2 separate regions of the Rattus norvegicus genome follow, and region 2 is linked to region 1. Evidence: chromatin contacts called from public Hi-C data. All regions are on one chromosome and are shown on one strand. Each heading gives the region's core, a stretch centred on a gene start, on an enhancer-like site or on the middle of the called end of the contact. The rest is flanking DNA. Distances are from core to core; before and after follow the strand shown.

Region 1 (4,704 bases), core at 1,713-4,212:
CATCAAGGGTTGGGGATTTAGCTCAGTGGTAGAGCGCTTGCCTAGCAAGCACAAGGCCCTGGGTTCGATTCCTCAGCTCCAAAAAAAGAACCAAAAAAAAAAAAAAAAAAAAAAAAAAAAAAAAAAAAGACTGAACATCAGAGCAAGCAGTCAGTGCCCACATAACCCAACAGTAAGACATGCTAATCTATAAATTATAATTTCACTAATCCCCATGTAAGGAAATGATCTCCCTAAAGCACAGATGGTAGCCAGGAGGATAGGATTGGAATGGCACGATTTTGTGACTATTATAGTAATAATTGATTCAGGTAATGTTAGGTGGTGGTGGTGGTGGTGGTGGTGGTGGTGGTGGTGGTGGTGGTGGTGGTGCGTGCGTGCCTTTAAACCTAGTATTTGAGAGGCAGAGGCAGGTGGATCTCTGTGAGTCCAAGGTCAACTGGTCTGCAGACCAACTTCCAGGACAGCCAGGACTACACAGAGAGACCCTGTTTCAGAAAAGAAAAAAAGAAAAAAAAACTGACTCAGGAAGAAGCTTGAGCGGGAAGGTGTAAGTGAAAGGCTGGTGGGGAGTGATGTATTTGTCCAGTGAATACTGACACACCCCTTTACCAGTTATTTATTAAGGGGACAAAGGTAATTTTACAGTGGGAAAGTCTTGGCAGAGAAGTGGCCCAAGTCCCACTGGTAATATGAGATAAATAGGTGTTATCTTGTGCTTTCCGATAGTCGGTCTCCAGAGAGTAATAATCCAATAATTCACAGTATCCTCACAGAAGTGCATAGCTTGGGGTTGGAACTTGAGGAGAGAGCAGACAAACTCACGTTCAAACCCTACAGAACAACAAGTATATGTTTTGGTCTTTCAAAGCATTAAGGCCAAGGGAGACAGAGAAAGATTTAGGGACTGTTCTAGAACAAGAGGGCAAAAGAATCGTGACAACAGATGACCCCAAGTTACTATAGGAGAGAAGCCTGGGGTTAGTTAGCCAAAACAGTCATGGCTGAAAGAGCTGCTAGGGTCTGAACATAGACTGTGGATTAGGGCAACTGGCAAACTATGAATGGCCTCAGAGCCAAACTACTGGGTAGATTTTTGAGGGCACCAATCCCAACCATGAGGGCTCCACCCTCAAGACCAATCCCCTAAGAAATGCCTCTATGATTCAATGTTAGGGTTTCAGTGTATTTGAGGACATATAGATTCTTATATCACAGGAGGGGGAGACAGGGAAACGGACACTTAAGGGTTCTTTGGAAAGTCACTTGTGTCGGATGGTGTTTTGCTGGGGCAAGCATGTGAAGCGGTGTTTTCCTGAAGCAGACACAGGTGAAGGAAAGCATGTTTTGCTCAGCGAGTGTGTGAGAGGACATGTGATGATAATGATACCCATGTGTAGCTGAGCTCTGTTTGTCCTGACTCCGTAGAGAAACACCAAAAACAATTCCAGTGGTGTTCTGGCGGCTTCTGGCTGCTTCCAAGGACTCAGGTTGATTGGTAGAGTGATGTCAGATGATACGGACTCAGGCACTGAGGCAAGACGTGGTGAGGTGAGACCAGTGGACACGTTGTATGTTTGGAGGAGGTATAAACAGGACCCAAGGAACAGTGACGGAGAAGTGTTTGCATGGTTAGCTTTGCAACACTCCTTTGTCTGCTGTCTTCGCTGATCTTTGCTTCCTTAAGAGAGGCATGACAGAAAACTACTGGAGTCCCTGCTGGCCCTAATCGCTCCTGCTGATTCCTGCCACTTCAGCTGAGGCCTGGCTGTTTCTGCTAGGTTGTGCCACCCCTGTGATTTGTGTTTGCTATCCGGACACTACTGAACTGGACACTACTGAGCTGGAATATTTGTGAAATATTCTGAGTGGATCAAGCCCCTGCTGAATCCTGTCAACTGAACTGCTGAGTTCCTGGCAACCCAGAAGGGATTTGCTCCAAAGAACAATTTCTAAATCGGTCCACTCCTCCATATTCTAATAACTACCTCTGGTGGGTGGTGGGCTAGAAGGGAGGTTAAAACGATTGAGAACCCATATTAAAAGTAGGTTTTGAAAAATTTAAGCTTACAGGGAAATGTTGATCCTGCTTTGTGACCTGGGTGTGAGGTATATGTGTGTTTAAGTTAAATGGCCTTGTGTGCCCTTATCTTCCAGTCACTTTGAATAATTATCTTCAAGGTACAAAGTATCTTCCAGGTCCAATCCCTGGGTGGCCTCTGAACCCGCATTGGTGCTATCTCCTGGTCCATCTCTGATGGCAAACTTCATCACAAACCCTAGCCTTCGCATCCCCTCACCTTCTCTAGTCAAAGGTCAATCCTCCGCCTCATACACCCTGTCGTGTTGGCCCTCCAGGTTCTGTTTGTAAGGAGCAGAAGGGAGATTTTTCTGCTAATGAAACCTGCTAAAAACTTGGCTTAGGACGGTGACTTGTCAAATTAATCTAACGTTCTTTGATCTGTCTGGAAGGCTCCTCGGTGAGTCCCCCTGTCCCAGACTGGGTTTGGCTGGAGCCAGAACTGCAAGGTTGGTGATGCTAACAGCCTCCCTTCCCCTGCCAGGCACTGGGGACAGCGGCTGTTGGGAGTTGGCCTAGCGGACATCATAAAGCTCAACTGTTACAATGTATGAGGTGTTTTCCTTTCTGTCTGCTGATTAGCACGGTAAGAGTGAAGGAGCTGTGTGGTTTGGTTTAGTTCAGATGTAAGTACTCCTAAGGAGGTGATATTAGCTTCCCCCTCCCACCCCCACCTCTGCTCCCCCACTACCCCCCTTCTGCCATCCTCTGACACCCCGAAGCAGAAATGAAGGAGCCTCTAGCTTCTCCACACCACTGCTCCTCAACACCTCCTCTCCACACCTCCCCTCCTCCACGGGTTCCCTCCTCCACACTGTGGACATCTGAATAGTTTTGGAGCAAACCACACAGCCTAGACTGACAGGTGTTCCTCTGGTCACAACAGCACAGGGGCACTCGAGAATTGCTCAACCTGCTTTCTCACACTGGGCTGTCCTGGGTTCAACTTTCACTTCTGCTCTCAGCAGCTGACCTTGTGTTTCCTGAGCACATCAAAGCCATGGATCAAAAATCTCATCTTTTAGTGATCGAGACGACAAACGTCTTTGCATTCCTGTTCACCTTTCTGCCACTGATAACAGCAAGCAGCTCTCCTGAAAAGAGCTCTCCCGAAAGGAGCTCTCCCAGCTCTCTGGAAAAGAGCTCTCCCGAAAGGAGCTCTCCCAGCTCTCTGGAAAAGAGCTCTCCCGAAAGGAGCTCTCCCAGCTCTCTGGAAAAGAGCTCTCCCGAAAGGAGCTCTCCCAGCTCTCTGGAAAAGAGCTCTCCCGAAAGGAGCTCTCCCAGCTCTCTGGAAAAGAGCTCTCCCGAAAGGACTGTCTTAATCTTCTAACTTCACTGAGCTACTTTCATTATTCTTTCTCTCTTGCATAACCCATCCCTTTGGGATTAACCAGAATGTTTTATGTTTGAAAAACAAAACACAAAAAACTACCTATATACGGAAACTTCCCCCATTTAAATTGGCTTACCCTCTCTTCCAAGTTCCATGAATTCACATGCTCAAGGGTCTTCCTGATAGATTTGTCTGTTGTCTCCAACTTGACATTCTCTCACCTGGGTTTCTGATTTAAGCCGAAGGCAGATGCATTCTTGCTTGCTTCCTTGTTAGTGAGAATCCCGGTGCTGTAGCAGTAGCAGTGTGCTAACCAATTTCCCTTGCCATTAGAAGCCATCACATGGCTTAGAGATATAAATAGATGTTTTTAGGGATTTGGGGGGACATTTAGAGTGAGCATTTTTTTCCTTCATGGGGAATACATGGAGGGACAGTGCCCAATTGTGATTATGAAGTTCACAGGCTGTAATAAAGTTTATTTAGAAGGACCCTGGAACATGGGTAGCATCATGAGATCCTGGTATTAATGTTGAAAAGCTCCCTCTCCAGTTAGTTTGTGATTTTTCCCTCTCAGCACTATAGTCAGATCATTGTCAAGGACTGCTGTCTCTCCTCCAGATCCTCTATTGGTGCATTTGTTTTCCCCATGCCATTGTGCGGTCCAAGCCACCATCATTTTCTCAAATAACGCATCTCGTCCGCCTGCATCTACCTCTGCTTCATCTTTTTCTCCATCTGGTAGCTGGAGCACAATGACGAATGTTTAAACCGCAAACCAAGTCAGGCGACTTCCTTCCTTAAGCAGCTTATGTCCTTCTGCCTCTTGGATACTCACCACTGGGGAGTGTTTTCACAGCACCCCAGCTGATTTCAGTCGCCACATCTCGCCCCGACTCCGCCACTTCACTCGAGCTATGATGGTTTTTACGTCATCAGACACTTGAAGTCTCTGAAACGGCAGGATCTTGAGCACATTGTCCTGCCCAGAATATCTGTTCTCTTTGCCTGATTGGTTTGTTACCTTTTGGGCTTTTAGCTTAAATGCCAATCCTGTGAGTCCTTCCCCACTTCCCCGCTCCTCCTCAGACCTCTCTATACTTTGTCATTGTTAACTTGCTCTGTCTCGGCTGTCTACCCAGTGCCAGCCCAGGATCATCGACACAGAGACTTATGCTTAGAGCCCACTAAGCACACTCAGCCCTTCAGGTCATGAGTGGACTTGCTGATGTTTAATAGAATTTAGACAGTCTTGACAAAGCAAGAATTGGTTTTGATTCTGCATGGAGTC
Region 2 (5,053 bases), core at 564-3,063, 360 kb after region 1:
CAGCTTCATCTTATGGGGCATTTCCTCAACGAAGGCCCCTCCTTGCCTGTGTTGAGTTTGCTTTAAACTAGCCAGCATAGGAGTCTTCACTGTTTGTTTGTTTTCTCTTTGTTGTCGTCATTATGGTCATTATTTGGGTTTCCGAGACAACCTCGGAGCATTGGCTGCTGGTGGCTGCAACTCACTCTGTAAAACAGGCTGACCTCAAACTCAGAGACTGACCTATGCCTCCCGAGTGTTAGGATTAAAGGTTCTCAGTAATGATTCTTCAATGAAGGGTGCGGAGAGAGGGACAATTAGAAAAGCCATTCAGTACCCTTGGCAGGGAATAGGGAGGCAAAGATTAAAACAGAGGCAGAAGGAACACCCATTCAGAGCCTGCCCCACATGTGGTCCATACATATACAGCCACCCAATTAGAAAAGATGGATGAAACAAAGAAGTGCAGGCCGACAGGAACCGGATGTAGATCTCTCCTGAGAGACACAGCCAGAATACAGCAAATACATAGGCGAATGCCAGCAGCAAACCACTGAACCGAGAACGGGATCCCCGTTGAAGGAACCAGAGAAAGAACTGGAAGAGCTTGAAGGGGCTCGAGACCCCATATGAACAACAATGCCAACCAACCAGAGCTTCCAGGGTCTAAGCCACTACCCAAAGACTATACATGGACTGACCCTGGACTCCAACCTCATAGGTAGCAGTGAATGGCCTAGTAAGAGCACCAGTGGAAGGGGAAGCCCTTGGTCCTGCCAAGACTGAACCCCAAGTGAACGTAATTGTTGGGGGGAGGGCTGCAATGGGGGGAGGATGGGGAGGGGAACACCCATAAAGAAGGGGAGGGGGAGGGGTTAGAGGGATGTTGGTCCAGAAACCAGGAAAGGGAATAACATTCGAAATGTAAATAAGAAATACTCAAGTTAATAAAGAAAAAAAGGGGGGAAAAAGCCATTCAGATATTCTCAAAATCCTTCCTATTCATCACAGAAGACCGACTACAGCCTCCTCTGTTTCTTCCGCCTGCTTTGCATCTCTCCCAATCATAGTTTCCAGATAGGGTAGATTCCAGAAGCTGTTGCCTATGTCTGAGAGTGTGCAGATCTTATTTGCAACTATATTTTCCCTGTGAGCACTCTATTCTGTCCCTGGAGCTTCAGGGCATGCCCTGGATGCTGGGTGTGTATGCTCGTTTCCCCGAACCCTTCATTAAGCTGCTTCAGAAAAGAACTTGGCCACAGCACACATCTCTGTTAAGAGGGCGATCTAAGATATAAGCGGCCAGATAACTCGCCTGGCCCAGCTCCAGAATCAGCTCTCTACCCTCGTTGAAGAGAGTTTGAGTAGAGATTAAAAAAAAGAAGAAGAAGACGGAAAGTAAGGTGAGGCGAGAGGCAGACAGACAGACAGAAGCCTCACTCCCTGAGCCCCTCCTCCATGTTCCCTGCTATGTCCCCTCTACAACAGAGCACCCACTGTAAAGTCTGTCCACCGCAACCCTGGAAGAGGTCACGCTGCCTCACCGCTACAGAGGTCTCCTGTGGCTGTGCTCAGAAGTAGGGATGGAGTGGAGGGAGTTAGAGGACACGTGTGGGCCGAGGGCAGCATTCCTCGGAATAGCCAGGAATAGGACCATTCTCAAAGGTTATAAACTTAACAAGATTTCTGGAATTAGCCACAAACTAATGGAATCCCTGGGAATCAATTCGACTGGCTGGCTGCCCACTGTTTTTAAGCAAACATCCAGCTAGGGAAGCCTGACAAACAAAGATCAGGGATTACTCAATCCTGAGGCAGCTTCCCAGAGCTTTGAAAACTCTGTTCTTGGAAGGGGAAGTTTCAAAATGCCTCCTCAGCCAGAGCCAGGTCTGGAGCCAATGGAAGGAGAACTGTCCTACCTGGAAGACCCAAGTCTGCCAGGGCAGCCAGGGCTTTACCTCCTCAGGGTGTGTGTGTGTGTGGCTGCTGTCAAGGGCACTGATTTTTGCCATTTGGTGTCATATACTAAAGTCTGAGAATGATTACATCTTCCATGTATCAGAGTTACACATCTGGATCAGATCAAGAAAAATATACAACCCCTGGATTCCCGGCCTTGGAGCTGGACACAGCAACCAACCTTTGAACTCTGTTCTTTTCCAACATTCCTTGGTGGGGGTGGGGTTGTTTTATTTTTCCCCCTAGATGTAGGATAGTTCTATTCCGTACATAAATTGTTTTCATTAATAGAATTATGCATCATTAATAGTGGGGACAACTCTGAGAAATGTGTCAGTGTGTAATTCCTCATTGTGCACACATCACAGAACGTTCTTAAACAAAATAACGTAAGTAGCACGTCTCTAGCTGACACAAATTCCCCTCATCCTGTTTTAGGCAGAGTCTTATTATGGATCCTAGGCTGGTACTCACTGTCCTCCGACCTTTGCCTCTAAGTACTGGGATTCAACCATATACGGTCCACGCCACGCTCTAGGAAATGCACTCTTTTGTGCCTTCCCCTAGATTTGTGCTCTAGGAAATGCACTCTTTTGTGCCTTCCCCTAGATTTGTGGTCCACCACTAGACTCAATTGTCATTATTGGTATGTGACTGAGTGCATGTGTGGGTATAACACAGTGTACAGCCAAACAGCAGGTTTCTATAGCTCTTCTTATGCTCTGCAACTAAGCTTTCCAGTGCTCTTAATCTTGATTAGAAACTTTCCCTTCTCTCAGTGCCACTCTGGTGGAATGACTGCTCTGTCCCCAACAAGCCACACAACCTACACAACACCAACATCGACTGATCCTATCTCAAATCCAGGGTGACTCAGCCAATGGAAAGCCACCCAAGTTAGGAGGAAGAACTCTTCTGAACTGTAAAACGTTGTCCTCACTGAAGTTACTCACTGGGTGTCTAGGGCTCTTCTCTCCTCTCTTATGGTTACAGGAGAAAAACAATAGGGCCGACTGACATTGTCACAGGAGAGATGGGAGGCTGACAGCAAGGTGGTCCCCTTTGTGGCTGGTTACATAATTTCGTGAGCTCACATCTCTTCAGTAATGACTCGAATATACCATACCCTATGGCCTGAGAATGTCTATATTTCTCTGAAGATACCTGAATTTGTGTATCTGTCACCACTTGTGACAATATAAAGCAAGTCCTCAATGTAAGATTGGTGCCGCAGACTGAACATGGAAGAAGAAAGACAGCGTGCGTAGAGAGAACATAGCCTTACCTTTTACCTCAGCCATGACAGCACAGGAGTATCTTCTCACCTGGAAGGGAGACAGAGAGGCCCATGTAAGTAGGAGACATGGGGCATCATTTTAAACAATATACTGCAGATGCTAAAACCCTCTGACTCTCAGACTCTTCATACCCTAATTTGAAAATCTTTAAAGTCCCATCTAGTTTTTGCAAGTGTGTGTATTTATGTTTTGTGTTGCTAGGGATTAAACTCATGGCCCCATACATGCTTGGCTAGTGCTTTACCATCGAACCCCAACCCTAACCCTATCTCTTACGTCTCATAATTCAGCCACATATCTCCAATGTTCAGAGGACTGGCATGGGTCACACATATAGGAGTGGCTCTAGACATCATTTCTGGGGGTTTCCAAAAGACCTCAGAAAGCTTACACCATGAGTAGACAATGAACTGTAAGGAGCTCTGGTATAATAATATTTTGTCTCTCTGGATGCGGTGTCTCTCTTAGCAACTGTGGTGACCAAATGCAATAGGAAAAGGGGACCTACAAACCCACTGGAACCGAGGACCTCGTCTTCTGGCAATCATCCTCACTGTCGATGGAGACAACTGGGGATGGATTCACACTCTTGAATGTGGCTAAGGATTCGGTGCAGCCTCCCTGGGGAAGAAGTTATAGAGCCACCCCTCCAATCTCATTATGAGACTCTTTTCAGTGACACACTGGGCACTCTGGTTCTTATGTTCTTAAAAAGGCTTTTTAAAAATATATTTAAATCGAAAGCTTCTGGGGAAAAGGCTTTAAATAGCTGAAGGTTTCAAATATAATTCAGTTTTGCCTTGAGGCGAGTTTTGAAATTAGGAATGAAGAAATATGTATGTCAAGACAACGAGGAGCAAAGGATAAAGCCGGTCACTGAAAACATTACAGCCAAGAAACTGACAGGGGCCAGGTGACACAGGAGGACCATTGAACTGGTGTGCCTGGATCAGATGCACATCTTTTTTTTTTCCTTTTTTCATTTTTTCGGAGTTGGGGACCGAACCCAGGGCCTCGCACTTGCTAGGCAAGCGCTCTACCACTGAGCTAAATCCCCAACCCCTCAGATGCACATCTTAGAAAACTCACCCTGCAGTAGCTGGAGCAAGGGGATGGGTAAAGCAAGAGACAAGAATCTGAATAAGCGATGGGCAAAGAAAAGATGGGGAACTCTCCAGCACAATGCTGGCTTAGAAAGGAAGAGAAAAGAAAATGACTTTCAAATGGCATTAAGGTGACAGAACTGATCCCAGTTGATAAGAGAGCAGACAGGAAGGCAAGAACACAGGAGAAGACAAGCCTTATTCCTCCCTTAGTCTCAGGGCACAATGGGGCATTGATTAGGACAAATATATAAAAGAAAAAAATGGAGATATTGGAAGACTAATACTTTCAAAAAATACTGTGAAGACAGGATAGTACTACCATAAAGACAGGAATGTAAGTCAATGGACCTTCTATCATCCACCAATGAATCCTTGATATATGTCAGATATATTTGAAAGAAGCACTTCTAATGGTTAGTTTGGTCAACTCAATACAATCTGGAATCCCCTAGAAAGAGAAACCTGTAGGGGCTATCTGGATCAGGTGGGTTCGTAGGTATGTCTATATGCAGGTATGGGGGACTATTTTAATAATTTTATTTGACACGGAAGACCCAGCCCACCATGGGTGGCACCATTCCCTATATTTGGGTCCTGGACTACATAATAATAAATAGTGATCTGAGTAATATGCATGTATACATTCATTCTCTCTCTGCTCTTTTTTTTTTTTTTGGTTCTTTTTTTTTTTTTCAGAGCTGGGGACCGAAC

Evidence for each region. Hi-C and Micro-C count contacts between places; a contact is called where the count stands out from the background.
Region 2: a Hi-C map of liver shows a contact between it and region 1, with 4 times the contacts expected there. The contact joins two enhancer-like sites. A contact is called at or near these places in 5 of 12 Hi-C or Micro-C datasets (the Rat2 cell line, frontal cortex, kidney and 1 more).

What each region holds. Positions count from the first base shown.
Region 1 is chr5:78,603,054-78,607,757 of GRCr8, forward strand. No RefSeq gene overlaps it. Among named protein-coding and RNA genes, the nearest start is that of Ptgr1, 7.7 kb to the left of the region's middle. Within about 2 kb of position 2,963, at least 5 of the 93 cell types and tissues checked have an H3K27ac peak or open chromatin away from gene starts, as enhancers often do. A contact at or near this core is called in liver, where this site is marked.
Region 2 is chr5:78,960,653-78,965,705 of GRCr8, forward strand. It overlaps Susd1 (sushi domain containing 1), which reads right to left. Exons shown (of 15, transcript NM_001427255.1): 13 at 3,224-3,263. Among named protein-coding and RNA genes, the nearest start is that of Susd1, 110 kb to the right of the region's middle. Within about 2 kb of position 1,814, at least 8 of the 93 cell types and tissues checked have an H3K27ac peak or open chromatin away from gene starts, as enhancers often do. A contact at or near this core is called in liver, where this site is marked.